Regions from separate parts of the Pan troglodytes genome. Here region 2 is linked to region 1. Evidence: chromatin contacts called from public Hi-C data. All regions are on one chromosome and are shown on one strand. The core of a region is the stretch at or near the end of the contact, and the rest is flanking DNA. Distances in the headings are between cores, read along the strand shown. Region 1 has its middle 45 kb from the start of FABP7. Region 2 has its middle 42 kb from the start of SMPDL3A.

What was found. A called contact is a pair of places that touch in the nucleus more often than the background predicts.
Region 2: a Hi-C map of induced pluripotent stem cells shows a contact between it and region 1, with 3 times the contacts expected there. The contact joins two enhancer-like sites. A contact is called at or near these places in 5 of 7 Hi-C or Micro-C datasets (blood, induced pluripotent stem cells, a lymphoblastoid cell line and 1 more) and 1 of 1 other capture datasets (stem cell-derived neural stem cells).

Annotation. Positions count from the first base shown.
Region 1 is chr5:134,617,072-134,620,025 of NHGRI_mPanTro3-v2.0_pri, forward strand. No RefSeq gene overlaps it. Among named protein-coding and RNA genes, the nearest start is that of FABP7, 45 kb to the right of the region's middle. Within about 2 kb of position 1,455, at least 5 of the 24 cell types and tissues checked have an H3K27ac peak or open chromatin away from gene starts, as enhancers often do. A contact at or near this core is called in induced pluripotent stem cells, where this site is marked.
Region 2 is chr5:134,713,026-134,716,155 of NHGRI_mPanTro3-v2.0_pri, forward strand. No RefSeq gene overlaps it. Among named protein-coding and RNA genes, the nearest start is that of SMPDL3A, 42 kb to the left of the region's middle. Within about 2 kb of position 1,801, at least 1 of the 24 cell types and tissues checked has an H3K27ac peak or open chromatin away from gene starts, as enhancers often do. A contact at or near this core is called in induced pluripotent stem cells, where this site is marked.

The sequences.
Region 1 (2,954 bases), core at 205-2,704:
GGTCCGGTGGCTGGATAATTGTGTCACCAAGAATGACAGAAAATCCAAAAGAAAAAGAAAGAGTGGTTCTCTCCCATTCACAGGTTCTTTTCAATACAAGTGTTCCTTTATTTCTTGGAACTTCAGTTTTCTTATATGCAAAATGAATTTATTGAAAAGCCCTGTAAATTCTAGCTAATTCTGATAGTCCCTGAATTTTGGACTCATTTTAAGAGAAATTTTGAGACAATAAAATGGATTATCAGTAATAATATATGTATTTTAACTTGCAACTAAATTAATATTTCCTTTTTTAATTTGTTTTCTATTTTTTCTGTGTTTAGTTTTCAAGCTGAAAGAAAACAGGCTGTATTATGCATACAGTATCTACAGTTGCACATTCAACAACTGAGTTATATCATTTCTCAATATTAATTGAAGAAATGATTAGAATCCCTATAGAAAGTAATGCTGTGTTCATTTACTCAGTTACTTTGATGAATGCCTTCCTGAAGCTGTCCTCACTCCCCCTCATTGCTTCTCCAAGGTATGGAAATAGGCAGCCCCATACTGCCACATGTCTATGTTACATATGTGTTATACCATGTTATCCTGGGTAATGAGTCATCCTATCTGACTGGCTGGGAACCATAAGGTGTTCTCCTTCTCTTAAGATTTTTGCCCCTTGAAATAATCTTCCTGTTTCTTCTCACACCAAAGAGTCCCTATTCTTATATGCTTCTGGAGTTTCCATATTTGAGTTCTTCTGGCAATGACGGCCAGAGAGAAAGGAGAGGAAAGGAACCCACCAGTAGCTGTCTTTCTGCTGCCTGTCTGAGTACAGGTATATACAACGATGACGGGGGACATGGTGCGTGGAAACACATGATGAGCGTGAGCCATGCCAAGCGGGGACCTGAGTGAGGACCACTTACAGGTGTGGTGACAGAGGGAAGATGGACTTGGGTCCAGAAAGACGGGACAGAGAGATGGGCAGGAAAAGGGAGAGTACTTCACATGAGGAGAAGCTGAGAGACGGCAGAAGTGCACATGGGTATTTTGAGAGAAGCAGGCTGGGGTGGTTGGCACTGAGGCGCAGAGAGAAAGTGGTGGGAGACAAGAAAAACAGGGTTGGAAATGAGGCTCACAGTAGATTCTAGAGATCCAGGAACGTCAGGCTAAAGCACCTGGCCTTTATCTTGCAGGCAACAGGGAATCTTAAAAGGCTGTGTGTGTGTGTGTGTGTGTGTGTGTGTGTGTGTGTGGTAAACGAACGGGATGAGTGCTATCAAACCTTGGTATTTTTCTTAAGTTATATAAAATAAATTATTTTCTATTTTATTCTTAGCCAATAAATGGGATCGAGTGGCAACTAACAAAAACTAGCCAACTCTGTCAAAAAGATCTCCACATCAGAAACCAAGACCTGGAAGCTGTAAGAAGCCTGGATCCACACAAACGGCTGCTTAGCATTCAAATACTCCCCTCCCAGAACACTTGATGTGTTTCTTGCATATCTGACTTACTCTGCTGGCCATCTACTGACAAAAGCAATCTCTTCCCAGATGAAAATTTCTCTGGCCCTTTCTCTTTCTTTGTTTTTGGTGTTGTTTAAAAAACAGCATTTCAAATTCCTTCAGCCTTCCAGGAAAGCAGACAGATGTGTCAATTAGATTCCAAAGCACTAAGACTTCTGCATCTTAATAAGCTGGGACACAATCATGCCCTGGAAGCAAAAGTGAATAGAATTTCCTCATTCACGAAGGGTCTACTGTTGATTTTCTAAAAAGAAACAAAACAGTAACCAGATGGTAGTTGACAGGGCAACTTTAAAGACAAGTATTTGTTTTGATCTCATTCCTAAGGGAAAGAAAGTTAGATAATTAATAGCAGGAAAGAACAGGAGAGAAAGGCTAGAGGAGAAGAAATATCAAAGATAATGTATAAAGAGAAATGTGAGGAGAAATGGATATTGGAAAATAAGGGGAAAAAATAGCCAGTTCTAGAAAAATAGAAAATGGGATGAAATGAAATATAACTGCACATTTTTCACTAAATCGTTGCCTAGGAAACAACTAGGAGTGTTTCTCCCTGTACTGAATAATCGTTGAGAAACACACTGGACTTAGGGTCTCTTGGCTTTATTGTATCAACTGGGAAACTTACGTGTCAGTCATAGTAGTTATGAGCACCATGCTTTCTATATCATGCTTCTAACAACAGAAGTAGCCAGTTTCAACAATTTTGGAGGGTAATAGCAGAGGAATTGTAAGTTTGAAACCTACAAACACAGGCAGGTTGAGACTTGAAAATCTGATTAGTCTAGGATGACACATTAGTATGTGTAACACTAAGCAACAAACCGTGGAAAAGTCAATTAGAAAAGCAGCTGAAGGCCCATTTGGCAATGTGAGATCATCTTTACAGTTTGCCTGGTATCTGTTGAAAACCAGTTTTCCATATAAAGAGCCTGGTGCACTTAAAGTCATATAGTGTGGAGGCAAAGTTTCACGTTACAAAGCAGTTCTTTATCCTCCATTAGCGTACAGCCCCTATGGATCTTATTATCACTGTTTTCCTTTTAATCTAATAATTATAAAGAACAAAAAGCATTAAAAAATGCTTTACTGCTCCCATTTGAATTTGTCTTTCCTATAGTTTAGTGAATTTTGCAGAAAATATTTATATACATGGTCTTAAATAAGCCCATCTCTATAAAGTTGTCCCTCCTCTATTTATTGGGCTGAATTCTCAGCGTGTGCATGCAGGCAGGCATGCATATGTGTGTGTGTGTTTGTGTACACATGCGCATACATGTGCACTTAGAGAATTGTGACAGGGGTAGGGAAAACAGGTGTGGGAGGGATTGTTTTTCATAATGACTCATACTATCCTTTTCCTAAACAAAAGCAGGAGTTAAGAGTTCGAGAACGTTTGCTGTTGGTTGGAAATAGACCATGGTTATTTCATCTTAT
Region 2 (3,130 bases), core at 551-3,050, 96 kb after region 1:
AAAACCCAAGAAGTGTTTCTTTTTTTGTTTTTGTTTTGCATATGTAGCATTATTTGTGTTTGTTTGCCTGATTATAGATGAAAGTGCTTGATGAAATTCCCAATATTTATTTTATCTCTAGGATAATGTGAACATAGCAATTAAAGCTTATAAACAGTGGAGTTTCATGCCCAGATAATTATGGCAAGAATTTTTCAGGTGCACGCTTTCTAAAATTTATATGCCTAAGGAAGCACTTATGATTGAAAGCACGAGGACGATTCTTTTTCACTGCCCCATTCATAACCATTTTTTTCTCCCATTTTACATAGAAAGGCTTTCTGCTTATCTATTTAGGATCTTTATATGATTGATGATCTCACCATGTAAAAATTTCTCAGATTCAAAATAAAGGGACACTAGAAATATTACAGTGTTGAGAAGGTGAATACTCTAATGACTGTTAGGCAAATCCTTTTGAAAGCCAGGTGACTTCTAATTCTTTGCTATCAATATATAGAGATAGATTATTTAAAATAATTTTGATGATTGATCACTATAGGAGTTTGCAGTTAACTTGGAAACAATTCAAATAATGGATTGGCTGCATGCTCATGCCTATATCCCAACATTTTGGAGAGGCTGAGGCAGGCAGATTGCTTGAGCCCAGGAGTTTAAGACCAGCCGGGGCAATATGAGGAGACCTCATGTCTACAGATAATTTAAAAATTAGCCAGATGTGGTGGCACGTGCCTGTAGTCCCAGCTACTCAGGAGGCTGAGGTGGGAGGATTACCTGAGCTAGGGTGACAGAGCAGGACGCTGTCTCAAAAAACAAGAAAAAGAAAGAATAGATGGATATTTCAATACTAATATTACGTTCGCCCCAACTATTATTTATGTAAATGTTTCTCAGTACATATGTCCACGAAAAAAAAATTTTAAGGGAGAAAATAAATTCTCACATCTGTCTTATTCTAGCAATATGACATATCTACAATATGTAAGCTAATTGGAAAGAAAAAAATCCCACAGTACCATCAATACCCTTAACAGATGCCATGGTAAACTAACTATGTTATTGGCCTCGATTCTTTACTTTTTCCATTCTTTGCCTTGAAACTTTGCAGTTCTCCTCACAAAAGTAGCAGATTACGTTTCTGAGTAGGAAAATCTCCTTTTATACTCTCATAACACTCTCAATACATCATCTCTGACACCAGATGTGTGGATTTTTTTCTACACAGACCAATTTTTGATACCAGCAGAGTGTTCTTTAATTTAATTAAATGTTGACACTGTCTACCTGGAGACAGCATTAGATCCACAGGTTAGGTCCCACAAGAAAGGCCCCTTGTCTGACGTCAGTCGTCAAGTCCAGGTTGTCACTTCTGAGTAACCCACTGTAGAGATTCCCATTGTCCCTTCCTCGGGTTAGGTCATTTGCTAGAAGAGCTCACAGAACTCAAGAAAACAGTTTACTTGGTAGATTAGAATTTATTGTAGAAGGATGCAACTCTAGAATAGCCAAACGGAAGAGATGGATAGGGCAAAGTCAACGGGAAGGGGCACAGCTTCCACAGCCTCTCCAGGCTTGCCACCCTGTTGTACCTCAATGTGTTCACCAGCCTGAAAGCTCTCTAAACCGCATTCTTTTAGGTTTTTATGGAGGCTTCATTACATAGGTATAATTGATTAAGCCATCAGCCATTGATGATCAAGTGAATCTCTAGTCCTTTTTCCCTCCCTGGAGGAAGGTGTAGGAGAGCGAGGCTGAGATTTCTAGCCCTCTAATCACCTGGATGGTTCCCCTAGCAACCAGTCCCCACCCTTAGGGACTTTCCAAAAGTCACTTCATTAACATAAACTCAGGTGTGGTTGAAGGGGCTTGCTATGAATAACAAAAAATGGTCCTTTCACCTTTATCACTTGGAAAATTCCAAGGGTTTTAGAAGCCTGTGCCAGGAACTGGGATGAAGACTAAGTATATGCCTCTTATTATAAATTACCATATCACAATTTCCCAATCCCTCGCTTCTGGGTTTGACTTTGAGACTTGCTTTAGCTAATAGAATTGGCTGGAAGAGACAGTGTGCCAGTTCTGGGTATAGTCCTCAATAGACCTTACATGTTTCTGCTTTCTTTCTCCTGCATCTGCCAGAGCTGTGGCAAAGAAGTGACCAGGCTAGGCAGCTTGTGGAAAGAGAGGATGAGAGACATGTGAAGTAGAGTTATCCCAGATGATCTGCCCCAGCCGAAACCAGCCAGAAGAGCGCTGACTCCCCTCTGCCCCACAGACACATAAATTAGAATAACTAGTAAACTGAATCTACTGAGTTTTGGATAGCAGCAATTGCTAACCCACATAGATATTTAATAGTTAACAATGTATTATTCTTGTAATTTTGATCACTTGCTTACTATTAATACTAAAAATAAGAAGAACATCCGTAAGACATATTTTAATACATGTCTTAGAGCATTATGGCCACAGACAATTAAAAAATTATTTTAGATACCTATTTTTGTTGAAGAGAAGTATTAATGGGTGGTCACATTTGGGTAAAATAAAAATGTAATTCATTTGAATGAAAATGCAATAAGCATGTGAATACAAGAAATGAAAGAGAATGAAAAAAAAAGATGATTTTTTTTTTTTTTTTTTGAGACAGAGTCTTGCTTTGTTGCCCAGGCTGGAGTGCAGTGGTGCAATCTCGGCTTACTGCAATTTCCGTCTCCTGTGTTTTTTAAGTGATTCTCCGGGCTCAGCCTCCTGAGTAGCTTGGATTACAGGCGCTCATCACCATGCCCAGCTAATTTTTTTATTTTTAGTAGAGACGGGGTTTTGCCATGTTGGCCAGGCTGGTCTTGAACTCCTGACCTCAAGTGATCTGCCTGCCTCAGCCTCCCAAAGTGCTGGGATTACAAGCATAAGCCAACATGCCTGGCCTAGATGGTGTATTTTTAAGATCGGTAATGGTGGGTATCAATTCGCTATGGTGCTTAGGTTTCAATCAGAGATGCAAAACCATTAGGGAGGTCTCTATCTATCCACCTATCTATCTATCTATCTATCTATCTATCTATCTATCAATTGATTAGTTGGTTAATCAATGTATCTATTTTTGTAAAAGAAAGGATTTGTTGCAAAG